Regions from separate parts of the Gossypium arboreum genome. Here all the other regions are linked to region 1. Evidence: chromatin contacts called from public Hi-C data. All regions are on one chromosome and are shown on one strand. Each heading gives the region's core, a stretch centred on a gene start, on an enhancer-like site or on the middle of the called end of the contact. The rest is flanking DNA. Distances are from core to core; before and after follow the strand shown. Region 1 holds the start of LOC108458699. Region 2 holds the start of LOC108458341 (uridine nucleosidase 1-like). Region 3 holds the start of LOC108457962 (GDSL esterase/lipase At5g03610-like).

Region 1 (2,583 bases), core at 38-2,537:
CCAACAGGTTTAGCTAACCACATTTTCCATATCAATGATTATTACTTGTGTTCTAACATTCTAAAATTAGAAAATTTTCTATGGCCACCAGTTTCTTACTAGTTTATCTATGTTCTTCTTCTTCCCGCGTATAATTTAATTCCTTTAAATCCCAGAAATAGAAAAGTGAAATAAAAGCTGACAAAACTACAAAGTGTTCAACATTAAGATATTTTCCACTATTATCTTCAAATTCTTGCATCGCATTTGACATATTAACATCGATAAGATCAAGAATTTAACAGATTATAAGAAAATCAGTAAGTTATTTGAGTGGTTGGTTATATTTAATTAAATATATTAACAGTAAAAGAATTTTTTTCTTACTATTCAAAATGACATTTCCAGCATTCACAATACAGATTCATTTTATCAAATGAAATTTCAAGTATCATGAAAAAAATCAAAATGTATAATTTTGTTTTTGAGCAAAAAGAATTAACTTCTTTTGGTATGTATTATTTCCACATTTTCAATTATGAGCATCACTTTCAAAAGGTAATTTAAATCACTAATTCCGGGCAGACACAGTGAAAAGCCACTAAATAAAAAATATCAGAATTTTTTCTTAAAATAGAATAGAATAGATAAATAAATCGAAAATATCGATAAAACTATCCTTTCAAGTATATATATTGATAAAATTAGATTGATTCACCAACCTCAGCGAGATCCGAAACGGATTGAACCGGGTTCGAACCGACGCCAGAAGGCGGTGACTCAGTACTGATACTGGCTCGCTTCCTCAGTCTCCTCCCTTTGCATCCCCATTTGGCGCCAAATTCAGCGGAGACGGAAACAGCAACCCGCTTCTTCGAATGCGCCAAGGCGGCCAATATCTCTGCCGCTTCCATATCCATCCGATCCGCCGCCAACGCATCCTCTGCCGCATCTGCCGTTGGCGAAGCGCACGAGCTCGAAAGTAAGCCTCTCCCTAATTCCATCCCAAAGAGGGAAAAACGAAACAAAAATTCAAAAACTAAGGGAAAAAGAAAATCAAAAGAGAGGAAACAGAACACATTCAACTTCTTTGTAAGGAAACTAACCAAAAAGGAAAAGGTCTCTTACAAGTCTCTGCGGCGCCTTGAGGATGTATCTGAGAGTGCCACGTATAAATTTTATGCCACGTAGACGATCAAGTGACTCGTGTGTGGGGTCCAGCACGTGCGAGTGAATGGAATTAAAGAAGCAGAAATTGGCATCCGACACGCAGATGTAGTGAGTAAATACCACGTGGGATTTTGTCATTTGGGGTTCTACGTGGGAATGGGAGGACCAGGTAAAATTAAAACCTTCAGGATTTAATTTCACCTCTTCTACTGATTTTTGGGGTAAAAACTGGAAATCATTATTTCTGTAAAACTGTAAAAAACAGTACCTTGCTGTCAAAATTAATTAGATGTGGTAAAACACACTCAGTTGGAATGTTTGTTGGTGTTTGATAAAATCAAAATTCGTAATAATTAAATTGATCTAAATTTGAAATAATTCAATATTAAACTATTTCGAGTTTAACATAAATTTGAGCTCGACTTTAAAATAAATTTAATATAAAATTTGAAAAACACATATTTCTAATTAACATAATTATACGAGAATATTTAAGACGAAAATATTATATAATAATACAATATATTAATTCAAATATAGTAAATTAAAATTTTTTATTAACATAGAATGTTTTAAATTGATTTTTGTTACATGAAAGTTTTAAAATTTAATAATTTATAATAAAATTATAATAACTGAATGCATGAAGAAATAATTATATATAATTCTAAAATTTTACAAAAAGCTACTGATAGAAACGATAAGAAACTTTTTACTTCTAAAACAGACGAATATTATTAAACATTTAAGTTTGAAATATGGTAACTTTATTAATTATTTAAAAATATTGTATTAGATAATATTATTTTTTAACATTATAGTCAACTTTGTAATTAATAAAAGACAAATAACTTTTACAGTTACAAGTATAAAATTTTCCATAGCAACTTAGAATTTAATTTTGTAAAATTATTTATTTCACATTTATTTAAGTTGTTTCACTGAAAATGACTTTTGGAAAATGATTTCTAAAAAAAATGTTAATATTTTCTGATGGTTGGAAGAATCTGTGTAAAAATGTTAAGAACCAAGTAATGGAAAGCCATCATCTTCTTCATTTTACATTGTTAAGAACCAAAACCACCATTTTAGCTAAGGGGATATTCGGCCAAGCTTCAAACTCATGCATGATATATAATTTTGGCCCGTTTTTAATTATTTCTATGTTTTTTTAATCGTTTTAGTTTAATCTAACTAACCCGGGGGTTAATTCGTAAAAATGTTAAACATTTTGGATTATGCCATTGATGAGTTTGAGGTATTTGTGAAGTTCTATGGTAGATTAATAAGCTTGGTTGAGAAATAGGACAATTTTGTAAAGTAGTTTTTAGTAATTTTAATGTTTAGGGATTGAATTGTTAAAATGGTAAAATTATATGAAATTATTGTGAAAAAATTGATAAATGTGATCTGAATAGGGACTATATAGAAATC
Region 2 (2,583 bases), core at 36-2,535, 410 kb before region 1:
GGCAATGGATACGGGTAGGGGGTGTTACAAAATGTGCATTTTTAATACATTTTTTTTATAATTTTTGGGATTTTAGTTTTTAGTATATGGTACATGGAATGTCACATCAGTATACTTGTCCGGATGGTACTTCATATGTTATTGTAGATTTTATCAGTCACGTAAGTGTCTATTAATAATCAAATTGATTAATGACAGTTTTCATTATCGGAAGGGCCTAACTAATTTTATTTTAGTAATTGAGAGCTGAATTGATTTTGTTTTAATACTAATAATTTTTAATAAATATTTTTCAATATTCAAAATTTAATAATAAAATAAAAATAATTCAAAAACCAATTTAATAATATAATAAATAATAAAAATTATTTTTATCAATTTAATTTTATTCTAAACTCGTACCTTATATATATTCTAGATAATAGTTCAAATAAATAAAATTTATATGCGTATTATATAACCATAAATATTACATAGAAATAAACAGAAGAAAAATATCACATACAAATTCATATGCATATACGCATCATATAATAATATTAATTATTTAAATATATTATATAATCCAAATACAATATATCTATTAAAACAAACTATATGGATACAATTTTAGATTATATAAAACAAATTTATATTGTGTAAATATGATGCAAAATCATAGTCTACAAATTTATCGTGCCCAAAGTCTTTTATATTGAATTTTCTTGGCCGCCAATGTTGTGAAATTGAAGCATTCAGTTGTTTTGGAATTTCAATATATCTCATAAATAATTCTCAACCTAACAATTCTGTACACAACTTGTTGTATTAAAATTGTTAATTATCTATGTGGTTAAGAATTCAATCATTGTCTTAGATATGGAACAGTTTTAAAATTTATAATAAATATTTATCCATTAATCAACATATAAAATATAGATCATTTATCTCCCAATTATTAAATCTTTCTCATTTAAATGTTGGTCACAATTCCAATTTAATAGTTACATATGAATCTTGATGATTATACATAAAGGATAATATAAAATAGATGCATCATCATCAGCATCGTCTATGAAATTGTACCTTCACCCAACCAATGACTACTTTTTTTAAAATTAAACAACAGGTTGTCCTCCCTTTTTCTGAATAATTATTATTTCTGCTCTGATCCCATACGATACGGTCCAAGATTAGGACCACTCACATTAACCCACGTTGCCATTTACCATTCGCTGTTACAAATCAATTATGCTGACGTCAGCATACCCCCACCTTAAGGCGCTTTAAACTAGTATTAAAGGAGGAAGTAACATCATATCCCATAAACCAAAATAAAACACATCTTTGTTTGGTGTTCTTCTTGGGGGGACTCTCTGTTGGCATCGCAGAGCGGCCTACCTCTTCCTCTTCCTCTTCCTCTACGACAATTAAAACAAGAAATTCAAATCTCTCAATTGTTTTTTTATTCACATCCATATTCATTAAAATCTTAGATTAGATTATTACCACTTTGTGTTTTTCTAATTGCGTTGAATATGGATTATGAATTAAAGAAAGATTGTCACGATGGAATTGTCGTTAATGGCGGAAGCGATGCCCTTTTACTCTCACATGCCAACAGGAACAAGCTCATTATCGATACCGATCCCGGGATTGGTCAGTTTCGCTCCTTTTTATTTATTTACTTTTTCTCTGGTTGGCTGTCAATTTAGTTGCATAAACTAGAATTATAATGAAATAGGAAACAATTTTACTTTTTCAATTTATATTTGTCCTTGGAGTTTTACTTCGGGATAAGCTATAAAGTTTGATTTAAAAAGCTACGTTGACTCTCTCTGTCTATATAGAAAAGTTTTATTCGAGGGGCGTGTGATGAGATCTATATAGGAAAGTTTCGGGTTTTGATATGTATATAATGAAACCGGAAAATTTTTATTAAATTATACAAGGAAGTGAAAACAATATGGAGTGGATTGATTGATTGGCAGGATTAGATATGTAGAGATTTTGTTTGAGTTTGACCCTGAACAATGTATGGATGCGTTTTTCATTTGATTAACAGATGATAGCATGGCGATCTTTATGGCATTTCAAAATCCAGAATATGAGATCTTAGGTTTGACCACCATATTTGGCAATGTCCAAACCGAAGATGCCACTCGTAATGCCTTACTTCTGGTACGTGCTTCTCCTTTCTGGTTTTCATATCATTTGGAATACGTTCATGATTTTATCCTCTTTTCGAGGTGCAAAAGGATAGTGTGAAATCGCAGGGCGTCCTGATGTTCCTGTAGTACAAGGCAGCCCCGAGCCGCTTACGGTAAATGCTTCAGTTTTCCCTTTCCTAAATTACAATGTAATTCCATGGGAATACTAATGGGCCTCGCTGCAATTGTTAACTTGCTTTATTGTGCTTTGATATTCTTCCTTTTTTTTTTTTTTTTTTTTTTGGGGGGCAATTACTATATCTTTTATTTACCATAGCCTAATTGTGGTTGGTTTGTTGGAAAAGGGTGGGAGGCCGAATGTTGCCGACTTTGTTCATGGCTCTGATGGACTGGGGAATATATTCCTATCTCCACCAAAAACTAGCAAATCTGA
Region 3 (2,583 bases), core at 58-2,557, 350 kb before region 1:
TTCATTACTTTTCTAATTATTTTCTTTTAAAAATTTATATTTATACTAATTCATCAATTTCAATATATATTGTAATTTTAAATAATTTATATTAATTTTTACAAGTTGTTATAATTTTTAAATAATTTTTATATCATTTTTATAATTATTTGAAAAAATACATTTAGGATGAACTTAGACAACTATTTATCTAGGTTAATCTTGGACATGAATTTTCAAATAATTATTAAAGCTTTTTTATTTTTAAGATTTTTATTTTTAATATTTGTTGACATGGTAGGCAAAAATATTACATCAATATGAAGTATACATGATGCACCATGTATCGCTGCCTATTTATTCTAAGTCACGTCATTATTTAATTGTAGAAATGAATAGAATTTTTAGTAAAAAGACTAATTTTAATTTTAATCTAAGTACATAAATTAATTTATCTATTTTTTAATTGAGGAACCCAATCATTGAAAGTAGAGGGAGGAAATTCATATTTTAAGCTAATTGCCAATAGGGGCGAGCGTTCGATATAATCGAGTGAAAAAATTTCGAGTTAGTTGAGTAGACGAATTTTATTTTATCATCCTAACTTGATTTGAAATTTTTTCGAATCGATTAGTGTGAAATGAAATTCAAGTCAAATCGAATCGAGTGAAATTGTTCGATTTAAATTAAAAAATTAAACATGTCAAATTAAAATCTTGTTACAATATAACTAATTACATGTTAGAGCACGTAAAATTGAAACTATATATATTTGAATTTTTTTCAAAGAAAAAATATTTTAATATGATAAACTTGAATAATTAATTAAGTTATTTAAATTCCCAAAATTATTATTTTAGAACATTTTTAAAATTTTAATGTTGTTTATATATTTTTTAAATATAAATTTTAAAATTTTTATAAATATTTTGAATTTATTTTGTAATTTTTGTTGACAATGAGGTCAATTGTTTACTTTTAAAATTGACATGGATCATAATATTATTTATATTAATCTATTATTTAAATTATAAAATTCAACTCAATTCAAATTTAAAATTTAAAATACAAATTAAATCAAGTTTTAATCATCCTAATTTTCTACCAATATCCAAAGAAAAGGCTGACTTCTCATATTTGGAGGACAGTTTTTTTTTTTTTGGTTGGATGAAATAAAGAAACATTGAGTAATATGATTTGAAATTTTCTTTTTGGTTATTTGAAAGATGTTATTTTTCAAATTAATATGAAAATATAATTGACGACGACTTTATTGAAATTTGACCAACCGCTTAAATGGAAAAGCGTTACCCTCCTCCCACTATATAAAGTGTTGAGATTCCCGGTTACCCTACAAACAATAAACCCGTTCCTCTTCTTCCCTCTCTCTTGTTTGTCTAAAAACAGTTGCTTCCCTGCTTAATTTCGTTGTCATGGACACTCCCACCCCTCTCTTCTCCTTGCTTTGTTTCTTCCTCTTCTCCCTCTTCTTAGGTAACACCAAACAACCCTTTGCTTCATTATACATGTGGCCTGGAACTGGAAGAGTTTTTTATTTTTTTATTTTTTTATCTTTAATCTTTTTGATTTCTGTGAATGAATTATGTAGGTGAGGAGCAACATGTTGTTGAAGGGTCAAGGGTGTGGACCTTTGGTTTCAGACCCAAGATGTTGTTTGTGTTCGGGGATTCCTACGCTGATACAGGGAACAACAGGAAAGCTTTGGCAAGTTCCTGGAAACTTCCTTATGGAATTACATTCCCCGGGAAACCTGCTGGCCGTTTCTCTGATGGTCGTGTTTTGACTGATTTCATCGGTACCCCTCTCTCTCTCTCTATCCTTTTTAGGATAAAAAATGATAGTGTTCATCTTTTCAAGTGTTTTAATTTTTAGCTTTACCTTTAGCTTTAGCTTTGGCTCTTTCTCTTTTGTACAACTAATGGGCTTTGCTTTACTTCTTGTTTATTGTACTACAATTTAATAATATTATATTGAACCTGAGTTATGTGGTGTGGGTTCCTCCTTTTATCTTCTGCCATAATAATTTTGCTTTGTTTTTATACTGATCAGCAGAGTCTGAGTGCCCGACCTCACTCTTTTTCTTCTTCTTTTTTTCTTCCTATTTCTATCCTTTTTGTGAGATCATTTTTCAACTTTTTCACTCGATTCCAAGTATTGTAAACTTTTGATTTCTTCACTATTATTTTAACATTAACCATTCTTTTCAGTGCCTCTTTGCATCCCATTATAAATAATTGCTTCTTTCAACAACCCCTTTTCTTCACTTTCTTACCTCCCCCTTTAATTAAGTTGAATCAATGGAATGTAACTATGATTTACATTTTATACCTTTTAACCTTAGTGTAGCACTCACAATGTATTAAAGCATTAAACTCAAAGTGACAGACAACTCATGACAACAAGGAGCTGTCTTGGAGTAAAGTTTATAATAGTTAACAATTTCTTTTCTAGTTCATCAACTCTAAAAGTAACATTAGGTTTTTTAATCCCATCAACTTTACTATTATGGTGCTTTCCAGCCATAGGATTATGCAGTTTACTGACAATAACTTTCTGAATCATCACAGTACCATAAATATTGAT

The links. A called contact is a pair of places that touch in the nucleus more often than the background predicts.
Region 2: a Hi-C map of leaf shows a contact between it and region 1, with 4 times the contacts expected there. The contact joins the promoter of LOC108458341 here to the promoter of LOC108458699 in region 1. A contact is called at or near these places in 2 of 5 Hi-C or Micro-C datasets (both in leaf).
Region 3: a Hi-C map of leaf shows a contact between it and region 1, with 4 times the contacts expected there. The contact joins the promoter of LOC108457962 here to the promoter of LOC108458699 in region 1. A contact is called at or near these places in 2 of 5 Hi-C or Micro-C datasets (both in leaf).

Annotation. Positions count from the first base shown.
Region 1 is chr4:79,306,265-79,308,847 of ASM2569848v2, reverse strand. It overlaps LOC108458699, which reads right to left and starts at 1,287. Exons shown (of 9, transcript XM_017758101.2): 1 at 1,086-1,287; 2 at 702-973. The coding sequence starts at 1,287.
Region 2 is chr4:79,713,221-79,715,803 of ASM2569848v2, reverse strand. LOC108458341 (uridine nucleosidase 1-like) reads left to right here and starts at 1,285. Exons shown (of 9, transcript XM_017757697.2): 1 at 1,285-1,638; 2 at 2,045-2,160; 3 at 2,243-2,302; 4 at 2,495-2,583. The coding sequence starts at 1,518.
Region 3 is chr4:79,658,456-79,661,038 of ASM2569848v2, reverse strand. It overlaps LOC108457962 (GDSL esterase/lipase At5g03610-like), which reads left to right and starts at 1,307. Exons shown (of 5, transcript XM_017757184.2): 1 at 1,307-1,473; 2 at 1,589-1,795. The coding sequence starts at 1,413.